Linked DNA regions of Mus musculus: region 1 is linked to region 2. A link is a contact called in public promoter capture Hi-C data. All regions are on one chromosome and are shown on one strand. The core of a region is the stretch at or near the end of the contact, and the rest is flanking DNA. Distances in the headings are between cores, read along the strand shown. Region 1 holds the start of Hpse2 (heparanase 2). Region 2 holds the start of Golga7b (golgi autoantigen, golgin subfamily a, 7B).

Evidence for each region. Promoter capture Hi-C pulls out the DNA fragments that hold promoters and counts their contacts.
Region 1: a contact with region 2 is called in a promoter capture Hi-C map of the SN4741 cell line, with 6 times the contacts expected there. The contact joins the promoter of Hpse2 here to the promoter of Golga7b in region 2. A contact is called at or near these places in 8 of 39 promoter capture datasets (the 3T3-L1 cell line, the SN4741 cell line, embryonic stem cells and 3 more), 1 of 115 datasets of contacts at active chromatin or transcription factors (embryonic forebrain) and 2 of 9 other capture datasets (embryonic stem cells and macrophages).

The regions. Positions count from the first base shown.
Region 1 is chr19:43,386,297-43,391,944 of GRCm38.p6, forward strand. Hpse2 (heparanase 2) reads right to left here and starts at 2,059. Exons shown (of 12, transcript NM_001081257.2): 1 at 1,726-2,059. The coding sequence starts at 2,015.
Region 2 is chr19:42,253,405-42,258,483 of GRCm38.p6, forward strand. Golga7b (golgi autoantigen, golgin subfamily a, 7B) reads left to right here and starts at 2,335. Exons shown (of 5, transcript NM_027694.2): 1 at 2,335-2,779. The coding sequence starts at 2,768.

The DNA.
Region 1 (5,648 bases), core at 809-3,308, 1.1 Mb after region 2:
GTGCGGCCCCAGGGAAACGCCGCATTTCCAATCTTCCGGATAAAGCCCGCACAGCCAATGCAAATGCGCCCCGCCACGGCTTCTTCCCCGAAAAGCTGCCTTCCAGAATTTTTCTGCAGCAGGCAAATATTTAGCGCGAACAAGCTGACATTTTTTAAAGGAGGAGGAGGAAGAAAAAACTCGGAGGAGTCGCGCAGCTGGAGCAAAGCAATGCAAGTGGGGCGTGCATTTAGGAAAAGCCCTGTTGCACCCCACATTTGGATGAATTCAGAGAAGCGTTCTGCTGCACAGAAAAGCTTTCAAGGATGAAACCCGGTAGTGCAGCGCTGTTCCCGCCCTCCCAACAACTGTACCTTCTGGAACCCCAAAACGGCCTCCGCATTGGTGGCGACGACCTCCGAGTCTTTGGCTAAGCTACCCTGACCTGGATGGAGCGCTCGGCGCAGCGCCTACAGCTACCTGCTGCGTCCGCAGACCTGAGGCTGAGCGCTAAGGGGCGGGTGCACCCGGAAAAGCAAAACTCTAAGGGTGAAAAATGCTCAATAACGATGTGAGTCGGATCTGGAATGGGATGGAGAGCACTCTAGACTCTTTGGAGGAGCCCAAACTAAGGGTCCAACTTGAAGGGAATTTTCAGAAACTTAACACTTGGATATTCAATATTGCAGAGGTTTATCCTCCCTTTCTTTTTCTTCTGTGTGTTTTCTTTTTATTTCCAACGCCCCCCTCTTTGCAACCGCCCCTGATGGGAAGGGGATCGCGGTTGCTTAACTGCCTGAATAGTAACAACCCGGGAAGAGGGTGAACCCAACTAGACTGTCAGCGAGACTCAACCTTCAGGTTTGTTAATCCACCACTGCTTTGGGGTTCAAAACTCCCAACGCTTCCCCTGAGAGTTCCTAGGACCTTTATGGATCGCGTATGATGCACACTACGACCCGAGCAACGATTTTTTTTCCCCACTGTAAAAAATTAAACTATGCAGTTACCAAGGAAAACTAAAGAGGAGGGTGGAGGGGGAAGGGCTTCATCTATAAAAAGTGTCTTACAAAGTCAAGGCTGATAATGACAGCGGAGGATACAAAATAAAAAATTTTAACTCCAATCCAACTTGCTCACCGCTCAGGACTCTCCTTAAATTCGTTTTCTGTCTGGGAGTGAGAACTGATGAAACCATCTTTCCGTGGCAAATTCCACTTTCATGCAATCTCCCAACTGAACACTCGGACACACGCACACTGCTTTCTCTCTCACACACAACCACTCCTCTGGAGTCTTTGTTGTTCCAGATCTTCCCTTTTGTAACTTCCCTGAACCTCTTGTTTCTTTTTCAGAAGGGGAGACTAATTGTGGATATATGTAAGCACAACATTTTTTCAGTCATAACTGATAAGTTTCTGAAATGCCTTCTGCATTGCAAACATGTGCATCTTAATAGAAAACACTGCTTTCCTCAATCACCAGTTACAGCCTCACAGCAAATAGTCCAGGAGGGGGGAAACCTCCTTTTTTTCTCTTGGAAAGACAGATCGGTTTGCTGCTGCTGCTGTTGCTGCTGCTGCTGCTGCTGCTGCTGCTGCTGCTGTACCTCCTCTTCTTCTCCTCCTCCTTCTTATTCTTCTTTTTTCTCCTCTTTTTTCTTCCCCCTTTGGAGCAGGGGATAGGAAGAGAATGGGGGTGGGGGTACTTAAATTTTTAAATGACTCATCGAAGCCCCTGCCTTACCTTAAGAAATCGAGCCAGCCATCATGAATGATGGAGGGATCCAGCTGCAGAGAGAGGAAGTTCTCATTGACTGTCCTGACTGGGTTCTTGGTGCTCACATCAAGTAGAATCAGGGTCTTTTCCTTCAAACCTGTAGCTCTGTCTACAGGCAAAGGTCTCCTGTTTCCAGCGTGGAAGGAGAGGGAGAGATGGAGCAACAGAGCCAAGAAGAGAGCCACCAGGGCTAGGCACGAGGGGGGGCGGGAGCTGCTGGAGGCCATGGCTTCAGGGAAAGCACAGAGCACCCTCATTAAATCCCTCTGATTTAAACTTCTTTCCCTACTGGGTCTCGATGGTGACTAATTGTCCTTATCTAAAGTGTGTGTCTCTCTGCCCCCCTTCTCTCCCCCCCCCTATTCTCTTTCGCCCTCGCTCCCTCGCTCTTGCTCGCTTGCTCGCATTTTTTTTTCAGTGTTTTGGTGCTGGTGGAGCGAACTCACGCCCCTAGCCAGCCTTCTCAGCAACTCGTGCCAAGAGTACTGTTCACCAGCACCGCCCCTTTAAGAGATTTGACTGCAGACATTTTTTAACTTTTTAAAGGTAAGGGATGGGGGAGGGGGGAGAAGGGGGAGGGGTGGCCGTTGTGCCCTACTGATTTAACCCGCTAGGGTCAGGAAGCGGCCAGTGGGACTGAAACTGTACTGTGGTACCATCTTGAGTAAGAGCTTATTTTCAAGTCCCCTCCCCAGTAGGCTATGGGGAAGGCCCTTCACTGCCTGAGGGGCAGTCTGTCCTGACTATTTCTTGCTTACCGTCCACTTTGTGCCTTCCTTTTGGGTTGAAGCAGTAAATGTTGTTAGGTTGTAAATGGTTTTATGATGGGCAAAGTAATTTTTGCCAAGGCACAAAAAGCAAAGAAGAGTCCATGCCTAGGTGTGCAAACCCCTGAATCTTGCAAGATAACTAGAAAGAAGTTTCTCCTGAATAGGAGACTAAGGTGGGGGAGAAGGGAGAGTATTCCCAGGTCAAAGAACTTCCTAGTCAGGAGAGTCAAAAAAGAATCAGTATGCTCCATGGCACTGCTGCTTATGTGTGAGGGAGAGTCTTGAGTTTCCCATATATGTTATTTTATGGCTTTGGCAACCCATTGGACTGATGATCAAGACACCCTATGTTCATTTGAATCACTCCTTGGCCAATGTATTCCACTGTAAAAGTAAAGATGCCTCTCCAATGTCTCCTTGCCAACAACCCTCAGACTCATACCCTTGCAGGGGAGTATGTCTTCCTGACGTAGAAATGGGCTATAGGGGTGTCAAATCCAGCCCTAGGCCAAAATTAGAGTGTGCCTGCTTGGAACTCTGGGATACAGATCATCCTGGACTTCGAGTGCACTGCAAACCTCTGTTCTTTTCATTCCCACCCTCAATAGCTTGCAAATTATCCTGAGTCCCATCCTAACACAAGGGGAAACAATCCAGCCACAATCACAGGCAGTCACAATCACACCCAGTCCCATTTTCAGCTTCTCTCTGGGATACAACAAGTCCTCTATTTTGGCAGATGAAGGGAGCTACTTTATGAAAAATGGGTAAATGAGAGCACCCCAGGGCATTCCTTGATTAAACAGACTAGATGACAGTTGAATGCAGAGCATGGGTCCCCACCACTGCCAGTACTGCACACTGGGCAGTATGAGAGCTCAGTAAACACTACAATAGCAATCTATTTTCCTTCCTTCAGCCAGAAAGAATTAGCCAACCTACATAGGACTGGACTAGATTACCTTAAGCTAACATTCCCTGAGGATTCTCTGCCAGTCTAAGAACCCCAAACCACCAGATCACTTAGAGATGGTTTCTAAAACTAAATTATAACATAAATTAAATACTGGCTCTAGCCTTCATACCTGCTTCCTCTAGCGCCTTACACTTTCTAGTCCTCTATATCCTTAACCACATGCTTATGCCCCTGGGGTTAGGGTAAGACAGGCATAAGTTTCAGTACAAACTACTGTCATTTTTAAAGGAGTCTGACACTTCATGGAGATGGGGACAGCTTGGGAACCAAAGGCTTCTCTGTGTCTCTGGACTCAGGTATGTAGAGTGCTCTCAAGAAACATCTCAGACATCTGGTGGTAGTAAACCAAACCCTGCTCAACACACTCAAGACCACTGCTCACAAGAAGAATTTTGTCGTAGTAAATTGTATTTTGGCTATCTGTTCACTGATTTGTTTTCTTAGTTACTAACAGCTTTCTGGCCATCTCCTTCAGGAAGTACTTGTTTTGAAAAGTTGTTAGTTCATTTATCATACTCAGAATTATAATAAACTGTATCTTCTTAACAGAAAGCTAAATTTTCCAAAGTCCATAACACTCTTTGGCTTACAATTAAATGGATTCTGGAAGCCGCATGAATTAAAACCACTGGAAAATTGTTTCAAAGAAATAAAGCATACCCATTAGATGTCTATAATTAATATATGTTTCAAAAGTATTCATTCAGCCAAGGTATGCTGAGTATGCTGAGAGTCTGCTAAATTGTGAGGTTCTGCGATTCTTACTGATGACTGTTCTGTAATGCTTTGGTGGCCTGGTTATCTTAACTAGCATTTAATGTTAAATATTTACATTAAAACCTATGTGCAATAATAAACCAAAACCAACAAAACAAACTTAATTGCTGATGAATACCATTTCTAGCCTGCCCACTGAAATTCAATAGTTATATCCAGCCTTGGACATCAGGAGAAAGTCACAGTTCTGTAACATTTTAAAGGGTTCCATATATCCTTGGTTGACTCCATAATGATCTGATTTGAGGGCTTCTGATCTATCTTGGTACAAACTTTCCAGAGCTACTCTTTGTGTATAACCTTTTTTGCTATCATGACTTTTGTCTTGCTTCTCAATTATCCGTAAACAATATGCTATACAGAGAGTTCTTTACAAATCTATATATTATGCTGAAGCTTCTAACATATTTTCTCTATGCTGGGTAACAACACTCTTCATGTCATTTCTAGCTTAGATTATAATTCCCTACAGAATAACAACTAAACTCTGTCAAAAACTATCAACTATTAGAAACTAATGCACTGATTTCTACCCTACTTTCATTTCAAAATACCTAGAGAAAACACAATTTAAGAACTTTATATCATAACTCCAACTTACAATCCATCTTTACACAGATGTCGAGGCTGTAGGAACTGAAAACATCTAGTCATATCATATCCACGGCCAAGAGCAGAGCGAGAAGGAAGCAATGCAAGCTTCCTACTCAGCTTGCTTCCTGTAACCTTCTATATAAGAATTCAGGGACCAAACCCAGGGAGCAGTGATGCCCACTTTTAGGCTGGGTCTTCCCACATCAATTAATATGTCAAGACAACTGCCACAGACAAACCCACAGGACAAGCTGTCCTAGAAACCCCTCTTTGAGGCACTCTTCCCAGTTGATTCTTGATGAGTTCAACTTGACAATTAAAGCTAAACAGCACAATGCCTCCTTCAGAATACTATGTTAGATTTTCTACTGAACAGTCTATACGGTTTTCTTTTTTATATCTAGAGGATTAAGTTCCCAAAACTAAAGGAAAACTTGAAGATTAGCCACTTAATAATTTCCATGCTTTAAGATTTTTGAAATAAACGTTAGTCAATGAAGAAAAACAGACATGTCTGCCATTTTATTTTTACTAGAAAAGACCTTTCTAAAAACAAAAACAAAAACAAAAACCTACCAACTGCTTACTAATATTACATTCCAAAACTAAAGAATACTTTATCATCAGAGAAATTGAACATGTCAAATAGCAGGTATTTGAACTGGAAAAAAAATAAGCTTTGTAAAAAATCACTCTATTTTAACTCTTAACATTTTATCTCAGAGAAATAGAAATATGCCAGCAAGTAACATGGTACTAGGCCTGGGGACTGA
Region 2 (5,079 bases), core at 1,085-3,584:
AGGCACAGTGACATCTTGCTGTGCAAGAGTAAGGAATGGTCTCAGATCTCCAATGGACACCATGAGATGACGGGCTCATTTGTTAGCAGTGACCACTGTGGATTTGCAGATGACCCCAGTTTGCACATTAGTGTCAAAGCACTTACAGAGAGCTATGAGGCAGACCACAATACCTGCCCTTAGCTGTTTTGGCATGTCACTTATCCTTAGAGACCCAATGTGCTCTTACGATAAATGGGTAGGTGGAGATGTCTGTTCTCTGTCAGCTTATGGTCTGCAAAGTACTAGAAGGTGGCAGGGTAGTCAGGGAACAGACCACACACTACTTTTAGAGCTTGACTGTTTCTGTCTAAATCCTTCTCATGGGAGACTTTGGGCATCTTATTCTGGGATGCTGAAGGGATGAGTTATTCTGGGATGCTGAAGGGTGACAACAATATGGAGTGGGGCTGGGGAGATGGCTTAGCAGCTAAAGTGATTGCTGTGCAACAGCGAGGAGGGTTCAAATCTCCAAGGTCTATGTAAAAAAGTCAGATATGGCATGCCTGGAACCTAGTGCTCATATGGTGAGATAAGCCAGCTAGCCTGGACTATGCAGAGGCAAACAAAAGACCCTATGGAAGGTATAGATTGACAATGACATTTAAGGTTGTCCTCTGATCACCTGCCCACGGGCTCTGTGGCATCCACACAGTGGCACTCAGAGCATAAATCCACCTCCCCCCACACACACATGAGAGAGAGAGGCAGACAGACAGACAGGAAGACACAAGAGAGATACAGAGAGACAGATAAAGAGACAGATTTTAAAAAATAAAAAATGTAACTCACAGCAATTGTCAGGATTTCAAAATATATGTGCAGTGTAGAACTGTCTGGCACACATTAAGTGATCCATAAATGTTTGGTATTAAAAATAGAAAGTTCTGCTGAAAAAAAAGCTATTAATATGTCTTTGGGGTAACAAACCATCCTAAAATAGTAGGGTTACCATGGAATTTTAAAAGACATGATAATGATATTGTGATTACAGAGAAGAATGTTATTTTGCTTTTTGAGACAAGGTCTCACGTCTCTCCACCCACCTCAGCCTCAGGAGCGCCGAGATTAAAGGTGTGCACCATCACACCTGCCTCAGGAAAATGTTCTTATTCTGAGGGGATGAGTGCTGAAGTATTTAAGGATAAAACTGTGGAATCTATCGCTTTCTGATAATCTAGTGAAATTATATACGTCTCCTTGATCCAGTTTCCGTCAGCAAAGCCAACAAATCAAAATCAAATGTAAAAATACTATTGCTGACTGAGTTAGTTAGACTGTTCTGGCAAATGTCTTTTCCCCAACTTCTCCTGTATGTTTGGAAATTTTAAATGGGAAATTTGGTAGAAGAAGAAAGGACCCTAGCTATAGGCTAATGAAGAAGGGCAACAAGTATATCCTGCAGAAAGAGGACCGTAAACTCAGGGAGTGAGACAGCTAATCAAGGTAGGAAATCGGGAGAAGTCTGACCTGGAGTCAGGTCTTCTGGCTGCCTGTTGTGGCACCTACTCCAGTTTTATGTCATGGCCGACGCTGCTGACCTGTGGGCAGCCAGGCTGTAGAAGAAGTACCCAGCTCCCCTCAGACACAGATCTGGGGTTATTGTGGATGTGTTCAAAGACACCTGTGTTGGGGTTTCCTTTCTGCTTATTAAGTAGATAAACCATTTGATTGGAAGGCCTAATGCCAAATTACCACCTTGGAGAGTGGGCATACCGGTTTGGCATGTGGTTTTTGATTAGTGGTGGTAATTGGGTATTGTGGGAGTGTGTATAAACTCTGGGATGGCTGTAGGGAGACAGAAGTGTAAGGGGTGGGACCTGGACTAGGAGGATCATAAAGAAAGACTGGCTTCCATAAAAGAAAGGGCCCTAGGGAAAACCTGGGGATGAAATGTGCGTATGTGTTTTAAGAAAATGCTCTCTTATATCTGCAGCATTTTCCCCTAGCTAATGGGATTTTACCCATTTAAGGAAGCAGAAAGGAGAAAAGAGGGAAGGGAATGTTCCCATAAGGCTGGGTAGTGCTTGGGGCAGGACGGGAAGGTTAGAGTGAGAATTTGAAGGTGTTTGGAAAGGTAAGAGGCTGGCGGCCTGTGGATGGTGGGGCCTTCCGTATTGCAGGCCGGGTGCCTTGCAGCAGAGCCCATCTTCTTTCTTCAGCTTCTGGAAGTCCCCGGAGGCGGTGGAAGCTAGCGCAACGCTCTAGGCACTCCTGCTGGGGGGGAGGGCAGGCAGGAGAGGCGGGGCGCTGGGCGGGGCGGGACGGGGTGGGGCGGGAGCGGAGCCGGTGGCCGCGGGCGGGGCTCCTCTCCGGCGGGTGCCGGAGTCTGGGGGCCGCGGCTTCCCCCTCCCCGCCCGCCGAGGCGCTGGCCCCTCCTTCCCCCGCCGCCCCCGTGCCCGCCGCTGCTGCCACTGTCAAAGATAAAACCGGGCCATTGCCTGCAGGAACCCTGGCAGCAGGCGATCGGGTGGTGAGGAGCCTCCGGCGCGGCCTCGCCTCCCCGGTCCGGCTCCCGCGTCAGCACCGTGGACAGCACGGACCACCTTTCAGGGACCCTCCGGTCGGCAGGAGCGCGCTTCAGGTTTCGGCGATCTCATCAGTACCGCGGACAGCGCCCAGGCCCTCGCTGGCCTCGGCCAGCCCACCGGCTCTTCCTATCAGCACCGCGGACAGCCCCCCTGAACCAGCCCAGCGACAGCCAAGGACTGGTCAGAACGCCCTGAAGATGGCCACTGAGGTAGGGCCCAACACCTTAACCCGCAGGCAATGCCTCAGGGAATGATTCCCCACTAGGGGCAGACTGGGCACGAGGAGAAGACGGGGGTGGATGGGGGTAGAGGGTGGTTCCCTGGGTTCATGGTGGGAGGTGTGGAGTGGCATGGCATATAAGCAGAGCTTTGCTGAGGGGTCCCTTCACCTTTGACATGTCAATCTTGCCCATGCCACTCTGAGCCCTGGGAATCTACTTGTTACCAATAGCACCAAGTCCCAGCTGGTCTGGGGTTTCCCCTTCTCCTGAACACAGGGTTCTGACTCCCTAGAGGTTTGGAGATCCCTGCACACCTGTGTAAGGGGAGGGAAGGTGGCCTACTGCTGTTGTTGCTATGCGGTGCAGTATCCTGCTTCTAACCCAAATGCTTGTCTAGGGAAGACACACCTTCCCTCACATCCACATTTCCTTAGGAGGAGAACGTGGAAAAAGACATGCTCAGGCCCAGAACCCAAAGGGTTGGTTTTAATGAACCTCCTGCACCAGCCCCCACTTTTGAGAATTTCTTTCCTTCTCCATTTGAGCTGCTGTTCTCAGTGTATCCACATTTGCCTGTGAGGGGGAAGCGACTGTGTGCTTCACAGTGTGTCTATAGACCAAGGGACCTGTTAGCTAAGGACAAAATCTTGGCATAATGTGTAAGAAGTCGGGACTTGTGTCTCTACCCCCAGAGGTTACTCCTCCCCGGGGAGAGCTCTTTACGCATGGTGAAGCTGACATACGGAAGAAAGGATTGGCTCGGTACCCACACAGCATGCCAACAGCAGAGCTGAAAGTTTCTTTGAATTTTTAGAGTGTTGCAGCACACTGGGTCTCCCCAGCTCGGCTGCTGCCGGCTTTTGTGGTGACTCCCCATTTCCAGCCTAGCTGGACCACTGCCAAGGAGGAGAGCAAAGGCCTGTGAGTGATTCTGTGCGGTGCCTCTGGGATTCCGGCGAGTGGCATGACATCAGTACCAAGTGCTACTGCCATCATTCCATTGGATCTCCTGATGTTGCTTGGCATTGTTTGCCTGCTGATGTTGCACGAGGTTAGCTAGCAGGGATTCGTGCCCTCCCAGAACCCCCGCCTTCCCATGGGCAGGCAGGCTTGGCAGACCACAGCAGCAGTTGCTAGTGTGATCTAATGGGCTCCAAAAGGCCTGTCCGACTTACATTCTCTCCCCTACAGGTTTGCTGTGGCCTACACAGTCTACCCACAGACTCACACTTCTCGGTCGAGGCTAGGTTTCCAAGAAGCTGTTGGCAGTAGGCTTGACGACTCTCCCCTGGGATAGACTCTGCTCATAACGCCTCTGTGGGTACAAGGCCACGGCACACAGAATGGCTGTGCGTGTGTGAGCAGCTCTGTGAAGTGGCCATGGATGGTGTTATTATATGCAATTAACAGACGAGAGGACGGAGGCTTGGAAGCTTGCCTCAGCCTGGTGAAGGAGTCAAAGAAGGCTTCATTATCCCATTTTACAGATGATTCAACTGCAACATTAAGGCAATAATTCACCTTGCCTCCATGACCACTATCTTCATGGTTTGCATCGAGGATAGTGTATCCAGGTAGCCAGTATGATGCTTACTAGAGTTCTAGGGGTCTTGAGACAGGGCTTTGAGTGAGGAGAGATGTGCTAGAAAGAACGAGAGCAGAAGTTTTAAACCTGTGGGTCACAACTCCTTTAAGACCATCCGAAATATCAGATATTTACATTACAGTTCACAACAGTAGCAAAATTACAGTTGTGAAGTAGGAATGGAAATAATTTTATGGTTGGGGGGTCACCAAATACAACATGAGGAACTGTGTTAAAGGGTCCCAGCATTGGGAAAGTTGAGGACCACCAAGCTAGAGGGACTTGGGATCTCTGGCTGTTCATCTTGAGGACAGAGGGACAAAAGTCTGTCCAGGATGGGCAGGAGCTGAGGGCTAACACTTTCAGTCTCTCAGCTTGGCCTGGCCGGACTCTGTTGGCGGTGCTGAGAGAAGAAACTCAGGCTCTGCCAAGGCACAGGATGTATGGTGTCTGGGCCAAGTTGACTCATCCCCCTAGGCTGCTTTTTTACAATTAGGATTGGATTGAGATTGCCAGGAAAAACCTGTTGGGGGGAAGGAAAACCTCACTCCAAGTTCCCATGATCATTTCCTTAGCAGTCTAAAGAGGAAGCGGAACTGTGTAGGAAGAGGAGATGGGGGAGGGGAGGAGGGGGAGGAGGAAGACAGCTTTCTATGGAAACTGAATTTTTTGCTTCCTGATTTCTGTTTAGAGGTGAGCATTA